Regions from separate parts of the Rattus norvegicus genome. Here region 2 is linked to region 1. The links are chromatin contacts, called in public HiChIP or PLAC-seq maps. All regions are on one chromosome and are shown on one strand. Each heading gives the region's core, a stretch centred on a gene start, on an enhancer-like site or on the middle of the called end of the contact. The rest is flanking DNA. Distances are from core to core; before and after follow the strand shown. Region 1 holds the start of Aldoa (aldolase, fructose-bisphosphate A). Region 2 holds the start of Tbc1d10b (TBC1 domain family, member 10b).

Region 1 (2,793 bases), core at 192-2,691:
AGGAGTTTAGCCTTTTCCCCAGGATCTCCCCCGGAAGGAAACCAAATTCGTCCACCCCATCGCGGAAACCCTGTGAATGTATAAGAGCCGACTCCCCCCTCCCCAGCCCCCATCGCTTCTTGAGATCTCTACAACAGGCAATGGGACCCTGATGCTTTGCATAGCGGGAAGTTTTTGGAAAAATAAAGAGGGGTCTGTTTTTCCACCTCATCTTGCTTCCTCCTCCGGCATGACTCAGCGCGCTGGGCTGCTGCGTGGCGCAGCGAACCGCCGAGGCGCAGGCCGGAGAATCCGGGCTGGGGGCAAGTGTGGGGGTAGAGAAGGGAGAAGTGAGGGACCGTGGGGAAGACGGCTCCGCACTGCCCGCCACCGGCCCAAGATCCTAACCCCATAGACCCTTCCCCGATCACGTGTGAAAGGGCGCTCACCTGGCACAGGACGGGGTGGGTCTGTCGGGTACGCGGGTGGGTAGGCGAAAGGACTAAGGAGGGAACGCGGCTAGGGTCACCAGAACCTCGTTCTGCGGCGCGTTCCAAGAGAACGCAGCCTATTCAGCTGGGGTGGGGGGGACGGGAGGCGGGGCCCCGGACATTTAAAGGCGCCGCCCCGCCCTCTGCAGGTTTTTCCCTTGCAGGGACGCGAGCCGTCCAATTGCAAGCGGGCATTGTGCGCGGCACCGCCCCAAGATGCTACGATAGGAGGGGGCGCTGGGGAGGAGACAAGCGGCTAGAACTAGATCCCTCCTCCGCCCCGCTAGGACGTGACTCGAGCCACATCCCTCAGGTCACCAGGCCCTAGCCCCCCTCCCCCAGTCCCTGTCTGGCGCGCGCGCGCGAGCATCGTGACTCAGCCGGAATGTGGATTGGCGAGGAGTTTGGGGGGGCCGGCGGGGGGGGGTTCAGAGTGAAATGATGGCTGGCCTCTTCTCCTAGACCCCTAGCTTCCGGCCTGTGCAGTTGCAGCCTGACGTCACTACAAAGAACGCAGAAGTTCCGAGCTTGCCTGCCTCGGCGCTTGGCTAAAGGGCAGGGCGCGTTCGATCCCTTCCTATCCAGAGCACGCATAGGGAACGGGAGAGGGCGGCGCAGCTGGCAAGGTACGCAGGCAAATCCTCCCCGGACTAGTGTGCGGACCACATCGCAACCGAGTGGCGTAGCCTGGCCTTGCCTAGCAGATTGGCGGGAGTCACCACCCGCGAGCTAAACACACCCTGTTTGAGGAAATGACCGACAGCCAGACCGGTCTTTCCCGAACCTGATTTCCTTCTCCAAAAAAAAAAAAAAAAAAAAAAAAAAGAATCTGTCTCGGAGCTCTATCACCCTGTTGCTTTCAGAGCATCCAGTTCCCCAGGCCCGAATCCGCAACCCCCATTCCCATCCTCCAATCCAGCTAGCGGCCCACCTGTGGTGCAGTGAAAGAAGCCGCAGAGCCTGGTCAGCAGCGAGTGAGCCCCGCGGCCCAGGGCTGGGTTATAAGGCAGCTCCTACTCTCCACCCCTCCCCTACGCACCCCCGCACCAGTGTCCCCGGACCTTCTCCATAACCTCTGCCCTTTCCCCACCACGAATCCCGCGGCAAGGACCTATATTTAGTGAAACCTGAGGCCCCTGACATTCATCCCTGCCTAGGGGGGTAAGAAGAGGAAGCTTAGGTTTGCTTGGAGAGGAGGAGGTGCCAATGTTCACTCACCGGTCTTTAGAAGAAACTCTTCCTTAGAAATACAGTGACCTTCGTCGAGAAATCAATCTCAGGTCCGGGATCTGTTAAGGCAGAACAAGAAGGGAAAACATCTAGATGCTGCCTCCCACTGACTCCGCTGGGTCCCTCCTCCCTTGACTCGTGTCTGCCGGTGGTTGTACTTTTTTTTTAAAGGAGAGCAGAGGCAGACAGGATACTCACCTCTTAAAATAACCAGGAGTCTATAGGAAGGGTGTGGGTGGCCATCCCTTTATCCTGACAGTCCAGGTTGGCAGAGCCCTCCCACACTGTTGCCTGGGTGAGCAATGTCCTGCATCCTCACCCTCAATAGTTTATCCCGGGAGGGAGGAGAGGAGAGGCTGGGGCACTGGCCAGAACACCAGACCCTTTTCAGCTGTCCAAGGGCTCTCAGGATCCTGCCTTTCAGGGAACCAAGCCCTCCACTCAAGGTTCCCAGGTAGTTAGGCTGGGCCTGCCATCCATAGCTCCAGTGCCCTAGTAGTGGTGTCCTAAGGGTCATTATAGAGGAGCTCCTGGAGGCTGTCCACTCCCCAAAGATCAACACCCCGAGTTCCATCTTTCATCTGAGCTTGATCTCAAAACAGAGGCAGTTGAGGCTCTGGCAGTCTGGGAGCTGGCAGGCACAGGCACAGTCACACAATGGGCAGCATCGAGGGCATCGAGGGGCCCAACCCTAAGGAAAAAGAGAGAGGGGGATAAGCAGAGGGGCTGAGAAGGACCCACCAGCCCAGGGACAGAGAAACAAAGCACTGGAAATGAAGCAGTCCTCCATGTTGAACATCAGCAGTGGTGTAGTACTCTATCACTGTGTTCCGAGATGCAAGCTCTAGGTCTCAGGGGAGACCTACAGGTGAGCACAGTGGACCAGTCAAAAACTGGCTTTAAGTCTGGCTAGAATTTGGATGTCAGTGTCTGGCTCAAAGGGAAGAAAAAGAATGACTTATATATATGGTGTACCCTACTCTCAGAGCCCCTTGCACCTTAGAGTAAGTTAGAACCGGAAACATGTTAACATGTTTTGATCCTCATGAAGATAATTTCTGGGTTTTAGATTTCTTTGCTGGCATGAAACCAA
Region 2 (2,793 bases), core at 105-2,604, 420 kb after region 1:
GACTGCTATTCTGAAGGTGTCTGGCCTCAGAGACCTAAGATTTCTACTGGAAGAAACTTTCCAGAATGTCTGGCCCTTTTAGTAAAGTTTTAGACCAAGCAGCTGGTATCTTAGCTGCTTAGTAGGTACCACTTCATTCAACCCCTCCTTCAGAGGAAACTGAGGCACAGAAACAGGGACACCACTAGCTCAAGGACACCGGCCTAGGCTTAAACCGAGATAACTGCCTCGATCCCTGATCCTCAACTCTGAAGTCACAGAAACCCCAGGATGCTTTGAGCACTGCAGCTCCTGCTAATGACTCCCTGGGTCAGGGCTGGCCAGGTGCATCGCCTCCCCTGCCCCCACCTCCGCGGCCACAGGCAGCCCCACGGGTGCCCACTGTGTACTCACAGGCTGCCTGAGTACTGGCTGCCCCCAAGGAAACCATACTTGTCCGTCTTGCGCAGGGCCAGCCCATTTATCTCCGAGTCTGAACCCACGGAGCTCACATCATCCGTCAAGGACTCCAAGGTCCCAGACATGAGGCTCACGGAGTCCAAGTAGCTCAGGGTGTCCGGGGCCTGCCCTCGAGGCCCAGAGATGCCAGGTCCTAGACTGGACGTGGAACCCAGGTCTTGAAAGTTTTCAGTAGTCTCCGGAGCTGGGGTCACTGTCACCCTAGCCACCGGAGCCGAAGCCTCGCACGTCCCGGGAGGGCCTGTGACAGGCCCTGAAGGGTCCTCAGGCACCGGCCCTGCTGATGCTGATGTAGCAGCTCCATGTCCACCTGCCACCTGCCCTGCTCCACCCCGTGCAGTCACTCCTGAAGCCACTGTGGTTCCCGGCTTGGGGGCAAGCGGGGGTTTGGCAGTCAGGGCTCCAGACGCCGTTCTGGAAGGGGTCCGAGTGGGGGTCCCTGGTCCTGGGACAGGCGAGGCTCGAGCCTCTTCCGTCTTTGGAGTGTCTGTCCCCAAAACCAAGGCCACGGACGTCTCGGCTCCTGCCTCTGCCGCTGGTGCGGGGAACTCTTGCGTCTTCGCGGCTTCGGGTGAGGCCTCCAGGGTTAGCTCTACCGTGCTGCCTGTAGCTGTCGTGGGTGTCGAGGCCGAGGTCTGTAACGATCCTGGGACCCAGGCGGGCCGAGCCTCCCCGGGGACCACCAGGTCGACGGGGGCCGAAGTGGCCGTAGTCACTGGCGGTCCTGGTGCCACCACTAGGACCGACCCGGCCCGGGAACCCCGGGGCGGAGGCGAAGGGGCAGCGGAGGCGCCGTGACGGCGCGGCGGGGCCACAAGGGGCGCCGGGCCCGTCTCCATAGCTGCGGGCCGCCCCTCACATCCCCCCGCCGGGGAGGCCGCAGAAGGCGCCGCCCCTCAGGCCGCCCGGAGCAGCCCGCCCGGGCTGCAGAGAGGGCGAAGGGCGCGGCTCGGCGCGCGCCGGGGGCGGGGCGGGACCGGGCGGCAGGCGGCGGGCGGCGCGCGCAGGCGGGGCAAGGGTCGACGGCGCTCGCGCAGGGGTCTCCCGGCCTCTCACCCTACTCGCGCGCTCGCACCGCCTCCTCCCTGCGAGGGGCCGGCTGCCGACGTCGCGCCTGCGCAGATGCTGAGGAGCCGCCGATGTCTCGGCGAACTACGCCTGCGCGAGGGAAGGCCCTCCCGCGCCCCTCTTTTTTTTTTTTTTTTTTTTTTTTTTTTACCTCCCGCCCCCTCCGTAGGCCCAAGACAGATAATAGGGAGAGAGAAAATTGAGTTCCAACCAATCGATGGAAGGGTGGGAGGGATTAGAGGCGGGAAGAGGGTCGGTATTCTAGAAAGAGGAAATGAAGAAGGCGGAGGCAGGACGAAGAAAACAAGCAATAGAAAAGAGGGATTCTGAGCCTCCAGGCCAATAAACACATCTGAAGAGTGAGTGATCGCAGAAGGGCGGGGAATAAGACTGGTGCTGGGCAGTAAGAGGCAGGGACTAGGAACTTGTTAGCCAATGGAAATGGTGAAAAGGGAACCAATGAAAAGGGGGCTAGGCAGTAAAATTGACCGACGGTCACGTCTATTTCCGTAATGACAGCATCAACAGTCAATAGAAAGAGCCGAAGAATTCTTAGACTTCCTGAGATGGTCAGGAAAGAATGACAACTAGGGAGAGGCGGGCTTAATTTGTGATTAACTTGTTAGCCAATGACTGTCTTTCTCCACTTTGCATAAGGGTAGGAAGATAGATAACATTCTCAGCTTCGAGGGGCAGAGTTGCTGCCAGCAGGCGGTGCCAGAGCAAGAATAGTCAGTGACAACCAGAGACAAGCGCGAGAAGAGGTGACAACTGGGGACATCACTGAGAAAGGGCCTGGAGTGTCGGTGCGGCTCCAGGCCAATAAGAGTGCCGTGCTGGCCTTCTTGGGTTTCCAAAAGGCCCCCAGTTCATTCAGCTCCTGAGCTGCACCACAAACCCAGTGCCCTCATCAGTTCTCTCTACCTCGATGTGTCTAGTTAGACTATGGTCAGTCCTCTAAAAGACTCATCTCTCTGAACTCCAGGCAGGAACTTAGACCAGGTTTCTCAAAGTTCTCATATATAAACTGAACTTCTCCCCCAAACGCTGAAATTTCTGAAACTTTATACCTCTGAGTCCTACTTCACTCTCGGGGCATGTGGGTGGAGGCCCCACCTCAGAACCCAAATCCATGAATCCTCAATACCATGAAGCCTCCATATGTTCTGTGTTCCTGTTCTTTGGGGAATTCAAGAACAGCCAAGCCCTATTGTTATCACCTCTCTTACATACTCATTAGCTACTAACTTAGACTCCAACTTCATG

What was found. HiChIP or PLAC-seq counts read pairs in DNA pulled down with a chosen protein or histone mark.
Region 2: an H3K27ac HiChIP or PLAC-seq map of oligodendrocytes shows a contact between it and region 1, with 4 times the contacts expected there. The contact joins the promoter of Tbc1d10b here to the promoter of Aldoa in region 1. A contact is called at or near these places in 1 of 12 Hi-C or Micro-C datasets (psoas muscle) and 1 of 1 datasets of contacts at active chromatin or transcription factors (oligodendrocytes).

Annotation. Positions count from the first base shown.
Region 1 is chr1:190,836,207-190,838,999 of GRCr8, forward strand. Aldoa (aldolase, fructose-bisphosphate A) reads right to left here and starts at 1,442. Exons shown (of 9, transcript NM_001177305.1): 1 at 1,402-1,442. It overlaps LOC103691235, which reads right to left. Exons shown (of 13, transcript NM_001419053.1): 4 at 1,899-2,391; 5 at 1,689-1,759. The coding sequence ends at 2,278.
Region 2 is chr1:191,255,774-191,258,566 of GRCr8, forward strand. Tbc1d10b (TBC1 domain family, member 10b) reads right to left here and starts at 1,355. Exons shown (of 9, transcript NM_001108921.1): 1 at 394-1,355. The coding sequence starts at 1,298. It also overlaps a transcript of Myl11 not described here.